2 separate regions of the Pan troglodytes genome follow, and region 2 is linked to region 1. The links are chromatin contacts, called in public Hi-C maps. All regions are on one chromosome and are shown on one strand. Each heading gives the region's core, a stretch centred on a gene start, on an enhancer-like site or on the middle of the called end of the contact. The rest is flanking DNA. Distances are from core to core; before and after follow the strand shown. Region 1 holds the start of H2AZ2 (H2A.Z variant histone 2). Region 2 holds the start of CCM2 (CCM2 scaffold protein).

Evidence for each region. Hi-C and Micro-C count contacts between places; a contact is called where the count stands out from the background.
Region 2: a contact with region 1 is called in a Hi-C map of stem cell-derived neural progenitor cells, with 6 times the contacts expected there. The contact joins the promoter of CCM2 here to the promoter of H2AZ2 in region 1. A contact is called at or near these places in 1 of 7 Hi-C or Micro-C datasets (stem cell-derived neural progenitor cells) and 1 of 1 datasets of contacts at active chromatin or transcription factors (stem cell-derived excitatory neurons).

Annotation. Positions count from the first base shown.
Region 1 is chr6:50,710,113-50,717,608 of NHGRI_mPanTro3-v2.0_pri, forward strand. It overlaps H2AZ2 (H2A.Z variant histone 2), which reads right to left and starts at 4,207. Exons shown (of 5, transcript XM_016945308.4): 1 at 4,066-4,207. The coding sequence starts at 4,068.
Region 2 is chr6:50,864,163-50,871,658 of NHGRI_mPanTro3-v2.0_pri, forward strand. It overlaps CCM2 (CCM2 scaffold protein), which reads left to right and starts at 2,848. Exons shown (of 10, transcript XM_519079.7): 1 at 2,848-2,987. The coding sequence starts at 2,958. It overlaps LOC107975788, which reads right to left and starts at 7,252. Exons shown (of 6, transcript XM_063815918.1): 1 at 7,244-7,252; 2 at 2,332-3,100; 3 at 1,894-1,987. The coding sequence starts at 7,252. The coding sequence ends at 1,965.

The DNA of each region.
Region 1 (7,496 bases), core at 2,957-5,456:
ATGAGATTTTTAAAAACAAACATATTTATTAATTTCCAGATTAAAGAATCTTGCAAGTCAATATAACTTTTATGCATACATGAAATATTTCACAATTTTTATCAATGTCAATGTAACATATATTACTTCCACAGAAATATTTAGAACTTAGCTCTCAGAAAAATAAAGCATGTTCCAAGAAAAAAAAAACCCTCAAAAAATTAAACACAGAATTGTCATATAGTCTAGCAATTCCACTTCTAGGTATACACCTAAAAATTGAAAGCAAGGATTCAAACAAATACATGTACACCCATGTTCACAGAAGGATTATTCAGAATAGCCAAAAGGTAGAAACAATCTTGAGTGTCCAATGATGAACAAAATGATATACATATAATGGAATAGTATTCAGCTTCAAAAAGGAAATTCTGACACAAGCTACAACATGAATGGGCCTTGAGGACATTATGCTAAGGAAAATAAGCCAGTTACAAAAAAGACAAATACTGTATGATTCTACTTATAGGTCCCTAAAATAGTAAAGTTCATGGTCAGAAAGCAGATTTGTGGTTGCCAGGGGTAGCTGCCTCCTGGGTTCAAGTGATTCTCCTGCCTCAGCCTCCTAAGTAGCTGGTAGTATAGGTGCGCGCCACCATGCCCTAATTTTTGTATTTTTAGTACCAACAAGGTTTCTGCATGTTGGCCAGGCTGGTCTTGAACTCCTGACCTCAAGTGATCTGCCTGCCTCATCCTCCCAAAGTACTGGGATTACAGGCGTGAGCCACTGCGCCTGGCCGAGTTATTGTTGAATGGGTAGAGTTTCCACTTGGGAAGATGAAAAAGTTCTAGAGGCAGAAGGCAGTGATGGTTGCACACTATAAATGTACTTAATGCCACTGAACTGTACGCTTAAAAAAAACCTATTTCTGCATGAAAAAGGCAAAGTATGTGCCAATGTAATGAGCTTTTAAGTAAATATGGGGTATTATAGAGTATATGTGTACACATGTATTTCTAGTAGGTGACACAATAAATTAGAAATGTTATTTGCCTCTAGGGAGGAAATACTAAGGGTCTGACTTAAGAAAACTAATTTTCTCTCATATATTTTGCTCTTACCATTTAAACAGATTATTTCTTTACTGTTAAAAAAAAGAAATCAGTTTACAAGATTGGCTGTTTGAGGGGCTATTCTTTCAAAATAGATGGTAAGCTTTGAAATGGCATATCCCCTTTGTAGCTAACCCTTTCCTTAAAAATTTTTTAAAGCTAAAAATTACCCCTGTATACTTCCTCTAATTGCACGTCTAAGTGGATTAAGTGCGTGTCACCCAAGATAATATGGAAGAAAAACAGTAAAACCCTGGCAGGTATCAGAAACAGGAAAAATAAAAATCTAAGAACTAATTCATATTCACTCTCTTATATTAGGTAATTCAACAAGAGACTGATTTAAGTTTACCAGTAAGAACTGAGACGCTATTTCTACCAGAATGCCTCATATTTTAATAATTTTTGACTATGTTGTTATATAAGAAAAATACAATTTTTGGATTTTTGAGGTCAGCTCCACTAACAAGACAGTCTTACTTCTCAAATAAAAAACCCTTGTTATCTCCATTTGCCCTAATATATAACACTTAAAAACCTCTCAACTGGCATCTAAAATTATAATCACTGTCTTCCTATGACTGGATTGGAAAAAAGAAGTAGTCACTAATGAAAAGCCAACAACTACAAAATTCCCCAGGCTCCCCAGGTCATATAATAACTACTCTGCTTAAGCAATTTTATCCTCACTGTTACAGATATGTCATATTTGGTGTTCTATTTGCTTTTTAAGGAAGTAGACATACAGTCAGGTTTTAAAAGCCTCAATCCATTAAATGACTATTTCCAACATTTAGAGACTCCTGATACATTTCTCATACTTAACAAGAGAAAACTTTTATGGTATCAAACTTATCTGAATATAAAACTATACAATAAATGGATAATTACTTTCTTTCCGATATCCCCTCAAACTGTATATATAGCCTCCCTACTTTGAACATTCATTTTAATATAATTGGTGCTTGAGAACCCAAATCTAAATTTTTTAATTCCAAGAACTGACTTCGTATTAACCTGAGTTAAGGTTGTTGGTTTTAAAAAATTACACACACACACACACACACACACACACACACACAGAGAGAGAGAGAGAGAGAGAGAGGAGGAAGTAGGAGTTCGTTCATTTTACTTGGATAAACTTGCAAACTGGATACTAAGACACTTTCATGTCAGTTTTAACAGACATCTGCTTACTTCCTCTCAGGTTTAAAATCTATCAAGAACGACAACTCAATGTCTCCTGCATTTTTAGCTTATGTTAATACTTATGTATTTTTAGCTACTGGTAAGTGGATATAAAACATATAGCGTATCACTAGAGACTGAAAAATATCTGAAAAACTAGAATTGGCTGTGCGCGGTGGCTCACGCCTGTAATCCCAGCACTTTGTCAGGCCGAGGCGGGCGGATCACAAGGTCAAGAGATCGAGACCATCCTGGCCAACATGGTGAAACCCAATCTCTACTAAAAATACAAAAAATTAGCAGGGCGTGGTGGCGCACGCCTGTAGCTATTCGGGAGGCTGAGGCAGGAGCATCGCTTGAACCCGGGAGGCGGAGGTTGCAGTGAGCGAAGATCGCCCATCGCACTCCAGCCTGGCAACAGAGTGAGACTCCGTCTCAAAAAAAAACCCACAAAAAACAAACAACAAAAAACCAAAAAAAAAAAAAACCACAAAAAACTAGAATCATGAAAATCATCTGTTTGAGCAAATCCTTTTACAGATTAGATGTACGCTGTACCCCAGTTTGTTAAAGTACTATAAAGTACTTTACAATAACAATAAACTATACGTGAGACATTGGAAGCAATTATCCCTAAAGTCTATTCCAGCTCTAAGATTTGGGTTTTTTACAATAACAATAAACTATACGTTAGACGTTGGAAGCAATTATCCCTAAAGTCTATTCCAGCTCTAAGATTTGGGTATTTTACAATAACCAAACATTGTCCTCTTGACTGGCCAATCTGTTTACAGTTAGGTGTTATGTCTATTCAATACCATATCTGTCACATCAAGCACAAGACAAATCATCTAATACTATCTGCAGTATGATAAATGACAGCTTGGTGCTAACTTTTAAGCAGGTAGCTCCCGCTGAAGTAACCTTTCAACAGAATGCTTAAAGCACGAATACCGGCAAAAATAAGATTCCATAACAGTCTTATTATTTTTACACAATCTTTGATGCAACTCAGAGCGTATCCTTTAGCACCTTCTCTTTTCCCTCAACTTTAAGATGGGGCTGAAGTTCTATTCACTTTCATTTTTTTAAAGCCACACTCTTCTTATCTAGATCTGAATTTCAGAATAAAAAGATGAATACTTTAAGACTGAAAATCCATAGCAAGGGCAAAGGAAAGTACTGTTGTATAATGAAAACCGCAAACTGCAAGGGGCTCAGAAGATAACGGGCGTTCATTTCTAACCTGTGCAATCACCTAGAACAAATCGTGTGGTTCTGGTCTATAAAACCATTCTTTGTCGCTCAAAAGACCACAAATACAAGCACCCTTTCGCAGAAACCCTCAAACTGACTGCCAGGGAGATTACGTAACCAAACATCGCCAAAGACTTATCTAACTTGTACAGCGGCAGCCTGTTTGACCTCATTCATACAGAGAAGCGATCACATTAAGATCCAGCACTTGTTTCTACATTTCCAAGCCGGATTCTGCCGTCCTCCTCCTTCTAAGACGGGCGGTGCAGCGTCACAAGCGTCGGGACAGATCTGTCCGGCTCGGAACAGACTTCGCGCTCTACCCGGCCAGGCCCAGCTCTCACCCGGGGACCCGTGTCGGGCTCCGCAGCTGGGACATGGCGCCCCCCGGCGGGCGGCGAGGGGCTCGGCCGGACGAAGCCCAGACACCCGCAAACTCCCGACTCCACAGGTAGCGGCGCGGACGCCAGGGCCTCCGCGCTCTGCTCCCCTAGGCCCCGTGCCCCCGGCCCACCCGGCCGCCCTTACCATGTTCTCGGCGCCGACTCCGCCTCCGCTCGGCCGCGCGCCCTCCCGCTGCCGACCCGCGCCGCCGCCGCCGCTCTCGCAGCACCGACCGCCGCCGCCGGAGCCGGACAATACCCCGTGCCCGCCTCGCGCTGCTGTGGCCAATGCCCGCTTGTCTTGCTGGTTCGAACCCCAGCGGCTGTTCAATCGCGCGCCTCCTTCTAGCCAGACCCCGCCCCCCCGGCACCGCCTTCCTAACGGCTGTTTGTTTTTGCACACGGCACGCGGAGGCGGGCCTCCAGCCCCAATAGTGACGCGCTCTCTGCCTTTCACCAGGCGCCCAAGCCTGACGAACAGAAAGGCAAACCAATGAGATTGGACGCCTCGCAGACGAAAGCCAATAAAAATATCGCCCGCGAGCAAGGGAGGCGGGCCACTGGGAAGGACAGCAAAATTAGCTAATAAGGTGAAGCGATTGCAGGCGCTGTGGCTTTCCCGCCCATTCGCGGCGTTGGTTTTCCCGCTTATGAGACTTGTTTGGGGAGGTAAAGAGTGTTGGACGTGCTTCTCCTGGTGGGTTTTCACAGACTGTGAGGATTTATTCGTCTTAGAACGTGTGGATCAGGAGGGCGCTGGGTTTCAAGGTTAGGCAGGCCTCATGCTCAGCCGTATTCTGGCGGACTGACTACTCTGACGTCCTCTCAGCGCGGACCCTGACAAGGTCCGCGGCAGGCTGAGGCGGGAGAATCGCTTGAACCCCGGAGGCGGAGGTTGCAGTGAGCCGAGATCGCGCCACTGCACTCCAGCTGGGCGACGCATCGTCTCAAAACAAACAAACAAAAACAAAAGCTATCAATTGGCTACATATTGTTATTTGTATGACAAATTCTTTTTCCTTTTTTAGAGATGGAGTCCTGGGACTACAGGCGCGCGCCCCAATGCCCAGCTAACTTTTGTATTTTTAATAGAGACGGGGTTTCTCCGTGTTGGTCAGGCTGGTCTCGAACTCCTGACCTCAGGTGATCTGCCCGCCTTTGCCTCCCAAAGTACTGGGATTACAGGCGTGAGCCACCGCGCCCGGCATGTATTACAAATTCTAAGAACACGAAGATAATGGGGCCGGCTTGGTGGCGCGAACCTGTAGCCTCACCTACTGTCAAGACTGAGACAGGAGGATCTCTTGAGCCCAGGAGGTCGAGGCTGCAGTGAGTCATGATCGCACCACTGCACTCCAGCTTGGGAGACAGATTATACCCTGTCTAAAAATAATAATAATAAAAAAAGGTAATGGATGAGGCCGATAGTCAGGAATGAAATGACTTTAAACAATTGGGTATGCATGGGATTGGGTATGTGTGTATGTGGGGGCAGAGGGTGGGCATAACCGAAGTCCCATACTCATGTCCCTCTAGGCCTAATACATTTTGCAGACCTCACAGAGCTCAGACTGTTGTGAGCCGTTTTTCTTTTCTCAACCTCTTCAGTGTGTTTATTCTGCTTACATCATTAGGTTAAAATTTGGAGGATAACTCCCAGCTAGAAAGGAAGAAAAGCTCTAAAGTGGAATCGCCTTCCCCCGGAAGCTGTTGTAAAAATTAAAGGATGTATGTGAGTGCACAGGCTCTCCAGCGATCATTTTTCTTCCACAGTGTTAACACAATTTATTTATTTATTTACTTTTTGAGATGAAGTCTCACTCTGTTGCCCAGGCTGGATGGAGTGCAGTGGTGTGATCTGGGCTCACTGCAACCTCCGCCTCCTGAGTTCAAGCGATTCTCCTGCCTCAGCCTCCTGGGTAGCTGGGACTAAAGGCTCCCACCACCATTCCCCGCTAGTTTTTGTATTTTTAGTAGAAATAGGGTTTCACCATGTTGGCCAGGCTGGTCTTGAACTCCTGACCTCAAGTGATCCTCTCGCCTCAGCCTCCTAAAGTGCTGGGATTACAGGCGTGAGCCACCGCGCCTGGCCTGTTTCCACAATTAAAAAAGGCCCATCACCCTATCATGATCATCTCTATTACAGTCTGGACAATATGAGCTTTCTGGGAGAGCCAGCTTCATTTCATAACTGAAGAAATGGGCTTAGGTGAACTTAGTCATTTGCCTGAGACCGCATCGCCTGTAGATAACCAAGATACCAGCTCACATTTGTTCCAACTCATTCCAGCTTTAAATTCTTTCATTCTTTTCACAGTATGATGCATTGACTGTGCTAGAATGTGTTCTTGGTGTTGGTGAGTTAATAGTGAAAAAAACAAGTTTCTGCCTTAGTGGAGATTCTGTTGTCATAGGATTTTCCCAGGCTGGCACTTTAGAAATTTATATCCAGGCTGATGATAGCTGTTCCAAAGTTTGAATCAGGAGAAGCAACTTTGGGGAAGTGAGTCTTTAAAAAAAGGTAACTTAAATTCAAGAAGAGGAAGAGGGTGAGCTTCTAAGTAAGAATTTGGAAAAATACGGATGAAGGTACAGACAAGTGTGAGGAAGGGTGTCCAGTGAAATAGGAAGGAATGGAGCAATGTGCCCAGATTAATAGAAGCCTCAAAACTAGGTAGAAGAGGAGTTACTTCAGTAAAAATAGCCATTGTTAATTCCTGCTCCTCTGTGTTTCTGGCCTCAGTGGATGGCATTACCAATCTACCAAGGCATAAGCCTGTGAGTTATTCCTTTAACAAATCACTCAGTGCCTACTGTTTGCAGGCACTGTGCTAGGTACTGAGGATTTGGTGATTAGCAAAATAGACATCGTCCTTGCCCTCGTGGTCCTCTGCAGCGGGAGTCAGATGTTAAAGAAATAAACAAATACCATATGTGAATTATAATAAGTTCAAGTGTGCTGAAGGAAAAGAACAGGGTGCTTTAAGAGAGAAACAGGGAATGTAGTTTAGCTGGTGTGGGTGGTCCACAAAGAGCATGCAGGCTGGGCGTGGTGGCTCAGTCCTGTAATCCCAGCAATTTGGGAGGCCAAGGTGGGTGGATCATCTGAGGTCAGGAGTTCGAGACCAGCCTGGCCAACATGGCAAAACCCTGTCTCTACTAAAAATGCAAAAATTAGCCAGGTGTGGTGGCGCATGCCTGTTATTCCCAGCTACTCAGGAGGCTGACGCAGGAAAATCACCTGGGCCCAGGAGAGCCTGGGAAGCGGAGGCTGCAGTGAGCTAAGATTGCGCCACTGCACTTCAGCCTGGGCGACAGAGCAAGACTCCACTCCATCTCAAAAAAAAAAAAAAAAAGAAGAGTTACCCTTGTGAAGGGGGGCTGAAAGAAGTGTCCAATAATGTATGAGAAAGCACCTAGCACTGTACCTAGCACATAATATCCAATAAATGTTAACTTCCTTCCTTAACAGGAAAATCATTTTCTCACCACTCTCTACCCCTCAGCCTTCATGTCATTGATTCAGATTTTGATGAAAGTGGAGTTAGGTTGAAAAAAACTGGTTCTCATTGTAGA
Region 2 (7,496 bases), core at 1,598-4,097, 150 kb after region 1:
AGCTGAAATCATGACACTGCACTCCAGCCTGGGCGACAGAGTGAGACTCTGTCTCACACACACACACAAATCACATGTACCTCATAAATATGTACAATTATTATGTGTTAGCTGGGTGCGATGGCTCATGCCTATAATCCCAGCACTTTGGGAGGCTGAGGAGGGAGGATTGCTTGAGCCTAGGAGTTTGAGACCAGCCTGGGCAACATAGTGTGACCTTGTCTCAACAAAAATATACTAAAATTAGCCAGGCTTGGTGATGCGTCCTTGTAGTCCCAGCTACTTGGGAGGCTGAGATGGGAGGATTGCTTGAGCCCAGGAGGTTGAAGCTTCAGTGAGCCATGACTGCATCACTGCACTCTAACCTGAAGGACAGAGTGAGACTTTATCTCTAAAAATACAAAAGAAACAAAAAATTATTTGTCAATAAAAAAAAAACTGGCAGCTTTCCTAGTTTTTGGTCCTGCTTCCAGCTTAGGAGCAACCAGAGAAAGACAAATATGTGCCCCTAACCAATCACTTGGGATGCCCTGCCTCTTGCTTCCCCAGGCCAACAGCCTCAAATGAGGACATCCCTGGAGGCTTCCCTTTTTTCACTATAAAGCTTACCCACTCCTCTGCCTGACATTGAGTCTCATCCAAATACAAATGATGGTGGCTGACTCCCTTGTTATAGCAAGCTAACAGCCTTTTTGCTTTTCTCATTTTATTGTCTTTATTCCCAGTTATCACCATCTGATCATTAGCCAGTGGATTTTTACTTGAAGCATGAACCTGTGTATGCAAAGACAGGGCAAAGGTATTCTGATGGATAAGAACAGCCTGAGGAAGTCAGCACATCCAGAGTTAGGCTAAGAGAAGTTTTAGTAGTGTTGTTTACTGTATTATGGAGTGATAAATATGCATTTGTGGAAGACGGTGGAAGACTTTAAATATCAGGCCTGTGTTCTGTGAATGGTGGGAAAATAATGACAACCAGATGCGCTACATCATTTGTGTGTGCAAATGTGGCAAGCTGGGTTATTGCAGAAGGCAGATTGAAAGGGTGTTTCCACTATCTCTGCTTTATCTTGCAGAGAATGGAATACTCATGCCTTTGGAGAGGTCTAGAGACCAAGTATTTCTTTTGAATATCAGTACAACATAGGCCCAGTCAGGAGACAGAAACACAGTAAAGAAAAGTTTAATATAAAGAATTATTAGGCCGGGCGCGGTGGCTCACGCCTGTAATCCCAGCATTTTGGGAGGCCGAGGCGGGTGGATCACTTGAGGTCAGGAGTTTGAGACCAGCCTCAACATGGAGAAACCCTGTCTCTACTAAAAATACAAAATTAGCTGGGCGTGGTGGTGCATGCCGGTAATCCCAGCTACTCGGGAGGCTGAGGCAGGAGAATCGCTTGAACCCGGGAGGCAGAGGTTGCAGTGAGCCGAGATCTCACCACTGCACTCCAGCCTGGGCGACAGAGTGAAACTCAGCTCTGTCTCAAAAAAAAAAAAAATTAGTTGAGACAAATACTGGTTCTCTTTGTTAACAGTTTACATTCTGGCCGGGCGCGGTGGCTCACACCTGTAATCCCAGCACTTTGGGAGGCCGAGGTGGGCGGATCACGAGGTCAGGAGATCCAGACCATGGTGAAACCCCGTCTTTACTAAAAATACAAAAATTAGCCAGGTGTGGTGGCTGGCGCCTGTAGTCCCAGCTACTCGGGAGGCTGAGGCAGGAGAACGGCGTGAACCCGCGAGGCAGAGCTTGCAGTGAGCCGAGGTCCACGCCACTGGCACTCCAGCCTGGGCGACAGAGCAAGGCTCCGTCTCAAAAAAAAAAAAAAAAAAAAAAAAAAAAAAAACCCAAAAAACACAGTTTACATTCTAGCTGTGCTACAAAGTTCTTACCGGCAGATTGGTTTAGTGGCAAAATAGCAGACCTGCTGGTGACTCCAATTTGTAGTGTGCTTTTGGGCGAATCACCTCATTCCCCGGACCTCATCTGGAAAATGTGGAAATTATACCAGATGACTGGTAAGGTTCTACGATTTTATTCTGATAGGGTCTGCACATCCTTGTGGTTGCACTTCTATTTTCCAAATGTGTTTGTCTAAGGCAGGCAGACTTTAGAACAGAGAAGTACTAGAAAACGGATTCCCTGTGGCTCAGGGAATAAAGTGGGACACAAGAAAAAAGAAAACCGCACCGCACCCAGACTCTTGGCGGGACGCCCCGCCCCTCAACAGTGGCCGCCTCCTCGCGCCCCTCCTTCGCCATCTGCCGGCCGCGTCCCCTCCCGCCAGCCCCCGTCCCCCGTCCCCCGCCCCCCGTCCCCTTTTCAGAGACCTGAGCTCCGCCTCCCTGGACGCGAGGCAGGCTGGGAAGTCGGCCGCCGTAAAGATGGCGGCAAATTGAAAAAGTTGGAGCTGCTCCCGCGCGCGCTCCCGCGCGCGCTGAGTGGGCGAAGCGAACAGGGGGCTGGACAGGTGCGTTCTCGCGGCCGTGCAGAAGCGAAAAGCGGGTAGGAGCGTTTCCGGCTCTCCTGAAGGACGCGGGGCGGGGTGGGGGTGGTGCAAGGCAGGCGCGTTCTCGGCCGTCCTGAAGGGGCAGGATCTTCAGCCTGTGGGCGGTGCTCTCGCCGTGAGCGGGGCCAACGGGCCGTGTTCTCCCTGAAGGGGCGGGGTCTGATCGCCGCGGGTCCGATTCCCTTGGGCCTGAAAGTGAGGATGAGCGACAACCGTGGGCGGGGCCTGCGCTGGGGAAGGTGGGGCCTGGGCGGGGCGGAGTGGGGGCCTGCTCTCTCGGGCCCGGAAGTGCGGGTGCGGGGCGCGGCCGGGGCGGAGACTTCGGGCCCGGCTGGCGGGCGGCGCCGGGAGCGCGGGGGCGGCGGGCCCGGGTCGAGCATGTAGCGGCTGCTGGCGGCGGGGCTCCCGGGGCGGGCCGGGCGGGCCGCGGGAGCCGCACGCGGCGATATGGAAGAGGAGGGCAAGAAGGGCAAGAAGGTGAGCGTGCGCGGGGGCGTCCTACTGCTGTGGTCGGCGGGCGGCTGGCTTGAGGGGCCAGGGTGGGGTGGGCGGGTGTTCCTTGGGGCCCGGAGGGGGGTGCAGTGGGCCAGCTGGCGGGGCGAGGCGGGGCAGGGCGAGACCCCGGACAATGGTCAGGTGGGCTTTCGCGGCCGGGCGGGCAGGAAGCGCCGCGCCTTTCCTCTGGCCCGGGCTGCGGCTCGCCCCGACCTCGGCCCCAGACGGCCTTCTCTGCGCGTCGGGACCTGGGGCTGCAGAGGAAGTGGGCCCGGCGAGGGGCCAGAAAGCTGTCCAGGGCTGGAACTGGAGCTAGTGGGCTGTGTGGTTAACGTGGAGACGTTTGCTGCTCACTGGACTTCGTTTTTGGATATCCAGTAAAAGCAAGGGTGGCCTTCACCTTATGGCCAGCTCACTCGTCCACTGTCACTCAGACCTAAAACCATTGATTGATTTTAGTGACGCTAGCTACATTTGGCAGTGGGATTTAGGACATAGTTCAATGTTTAGGACATAGTTTAGGACGTAGTTCATAGTCAAACCCCAGTTTATGTAGTTTTACAAAATGTGGCTTTAATTACAGTAAAGGGTTATAGTAGTCGATAAAGAAACATTTTAAGACTGGAAAAACGATGTGGATTGAATTACCATTAAAGTGGAAAATGGATTTTAATAAAATGTATCTTTTTCAAATAAATGCTTTATAATCTTCACGTCTTGGCTATCATTTTCTTTTTGATGTGTGTGTGCGCACTTTTATCCACAAGTTTAAAGCAGACCTCGATAATTCCTAACTATGATTTTACTACCCTGAACTCTGCAGGGCAGTGTCCTTTAATTGACAGCTACTCACCACCTTGTTTGACAGAGTGCCCCATTTAAAAGTCCTGTTTGAAATAGAATGTAGCCAGGTGGCCTTCAGGGAGTCCTGTGGTGCTGGTTCTCTACTTTCTCAACTCATTGTTTCATGTTAGCACCATGCATGTCTAATTTAGGTGCAGTATAATTTGCGGTTATCTACAAAGATGTTTTAAGTCTGGAAAATAGCTCAAGACAGTGATTCAGCCTGCAGGTGTTAGATTAGAGATGCGTGCTGCGCACAGAAGAGGGAGGAGCCAAGCAGTGTAAAGGGAGTTAGCTGGAAAGGAGAGGTGCTAACCCGGTGGCTGCTTAGCAGGGACCATCAGGCCCTAGTGTGGATGATGCTGAGCTTTGCGGAAAGTGAGCCATCTGCTCTGTGGAATGCCGGGATCCAAGAGCGCGCTAAGGACTGATGACCTCATTGTGCACCACTTACAGGAGTACCTGGCCCATCTACCTGTGTGTGATAGGCAAGGATGGAATTGAGTGATTTTTTTTTCTAGAGCTGTCTATCAGCTTTGGTAGAAACATGAAACACCCAGCAATAGAGAGAGAGAGAAGACTGTTTTTGGGGTACAAGTGAAAAAACAGTAAAATTATCAAGAATTTTCCAGTTGGGTAATGAAAAAATTTAGGCATAAACAGGTTAATTATTAATTTCATTTTCTCACTAGAGGAGATAATCAGTTGTTATGTAGTTGCTTAAGCCAGGGGTTTTGTGTTTTTTCTGTATTCTGCCACTTGTCTTAGCTTGTTTCCTGTAGACAAGCCAGACAAGGAGCTTTGGGGCATGGATTCTTCTCCAGGTCATGACTTAACGCTACCTCGTGTACTCTGCCAGTTGCAAGCTGGCAGAACCTTCCTGCTCAGCTACCACATTCAATGTGAGATCACCTCCAGTTTAATAACTTCGGTGATTAAATCATTCTCATTAAGGTAAATTGCATTGCTCTAAACTTATACACAAATTCAGACATAAGTAGCAGAAGTACTGACAATAGTTTTATGAAGGTACAGTTTGGACGTTTAAATTCTTCTAAGTTAGCTTCTTCAAAAAATGCAGAATTAGGCTGGGTATGGTAGCTACGCCTGTAATCCAGCACTTTGGGAGGCCGAGGCTGGATCACTTTAGCTCAGGAGTTCGAGACCAGCCTGGGCAACATGGCAAAACCCCATCTATACAAAAAATACAGAAATTAGCCAGGCGCGGCAGTGCTCGCCTATAGTCTCAGCTACTTGGGAGGCTGAGGCAGGAGGATCACCTGAGCTCAGGTGGGCCTTTTTTTTTTTTTTTTCTTTTTAATCTCAGACACTTGTCTTGGTGTCTGCCAAGCAGTGATTCAGGCTTTTTTTTTTTTACCTCGGCCCATTTTCCTCAGGACACAGGAATCAGTGAGTTGGCAGAGAACCTATGGACCAAAGTGAGTCTCACAGAAACTTGGCCCCAGTGTATCACTGCCCTTTCTCAGGTCACCTCAGCACATGTGGTTATGATGACTGTACACCTGGGTTTCCTCAAGTGGGCCATGGTTCGTTTAACAGATGTCTGTTGAGCCCCTCTTGTGTCCCATGAAACTCACTGGGTGATGGGGATGCAGGAAGAGCTTGTGGCCCCCAGGAGCTGATGGGGAGATGGATCACTCATGGGTCCATCTGAAAGAATGAGTGCATTGACAGAAAAGTCCTCTGGCCACTAAAGGTGTGGGGCCTGGGGAGTAGAAGTGACCACTTGGGGCTGCTCTTCTGTCCTGATGTCTACAGAGTGTCTACTTTTTAGCCTACAAGTTCTGTTTTGGGGTTTGGAGAATAAGGCTCCTACCTACGGTATGGACTCATGTTGTGTGCATTGTGGCACTATGTAATTCCTTTTTTTTTGAGATAGAGTTTCGCTCTTGTTGCCCAGGCTGGAGTGCAATGGCACGATCTCAGCTCACTGCAACCTCCGCCTCCCGGGTTCAGGTGATTCTCTTGCCTCAGCCTCCCGAGTAGCTGGGATTACAGGCGTGTGCCATCATGCCCAGCTAATTTTTGTATTTTTAGTAGAGACGGGTTTCTCCATGTTGGTCAGGCTAGTCTCAAACTCCCGATCTCAGGTGATCCACCCACCTTGGCCTCCCAAGGTGCTGGGTGGCTGAGCCACCGCACCTGACAGTAATTCCTTTTTATTAGAAACTTGGATGCACTTAAGTTGGGTTGTGTGGATTTTTATACTCAGATCACAGCCCAAAAAAGCTGTCTTGTCAGGGTCGGGTGTAGGTAATCCTAACACTTGGGAGGCCGAAGCAGGCGGATCACTTGACACCAGGAGTTTGAGACCAGCCTGGCCAGCATGGTGAAACCCCGTCTCTACTAAAAATACAGAATTAGCTGGGCGTGGTGGCATGTGCCTATAATCCCAGTTACTCAGGAGGCTGAGGCAGGAGAATCTCTTGAACCCGGGAGGTGGAGGTTGCAGTGAGCTGAGATCATGCCACTGCACTCCAGCCTGGGCAACAGGGCAAGACTCCATCTCCAAAAAAAAAAAAAAAACCATCTTGTGGCCTTAACCTTGTGGGTCTCAGCTTCTCTGCTGCCTCTGGTCTTCGGTTGCCCCACCAGGTGGCTATGATTTCACACTGATCAAAGTTAAATATTTTTACATTCATCTAGTTTATTTGCATTGTTTAAGGTAGAAAAAGGTTATAGGTTGAGTGTAGTGGCTACGCCTGTAATCCCAGCACTTTGGGAGACTGAGGTGGGAGGATCACTTGAGCCTAGGAGTTTGAGATCAGCCTGGACAATGTAGTGAGACCCTATCTCTACAAAAAATAAGAAAATTAGCTGAGCATGGTGGTGCATGCCTGTAGTTCCAGCTACTTGGGATGCTGAGAAGGGAAGATCGCTTGAGCCCTGGAGGTCGAGGCTGCAGTGAGTGTGATTGTGCCACCACCTGAGTGACAGCAAGACCCTGTCTCAAGAAGAAAAAGAGAAAAAAAGGTTATAAAGTTCCCTAGAAATGTAGGACTAGATATTAAATAATAAATAAGGAATTATTAATTTTGTTGGGTATGATAATTAAGTTCTGATCTGATAGGCATGTATTCTGAGATATTTGTAGGTGAAATAATATGATTTCTGGGATTTGCTTTACTCAAAATAGAAGAAACAAAGGGGATAGCTGAATGCTTTGGTAATGGTTATATATTGTTCTGTCTACTTTTATGTATTTTTGAGAATTTCCATAATAAAAAGTGGAGGGGAAAAGATCCTCTAGGTTACAGGCCCTGAGCTATCAGCTGCTGTAGTCACTGCTGGACCAGTGTCTGTGAGGAACTGAAAGCTTGGATTGGACCAGTACCTTTTAAAATTTGGTCACTGCAGGCACCAGGAAGCCATACCTTCTCCATGCTGACCTGATGCAGACACAAATGTGTGTGTCTGTATAACCGAAGTGAAAGTTTAAAGGAACCACACTTAAACGCTCTGATTTTTTAATTCTATTTTTTTTTTCTTTCTATTAAAACTGGTGGTTGGCCAGGTGCGGTGGCTCACACTGGTAATCCCAGCACTTTGGGAGGCTGAGGTGGGTGGATCACCTGTCAGGAGTCCGAGACCAGCCATGGTGAAACCCCATCTCTACTAAAAATACAA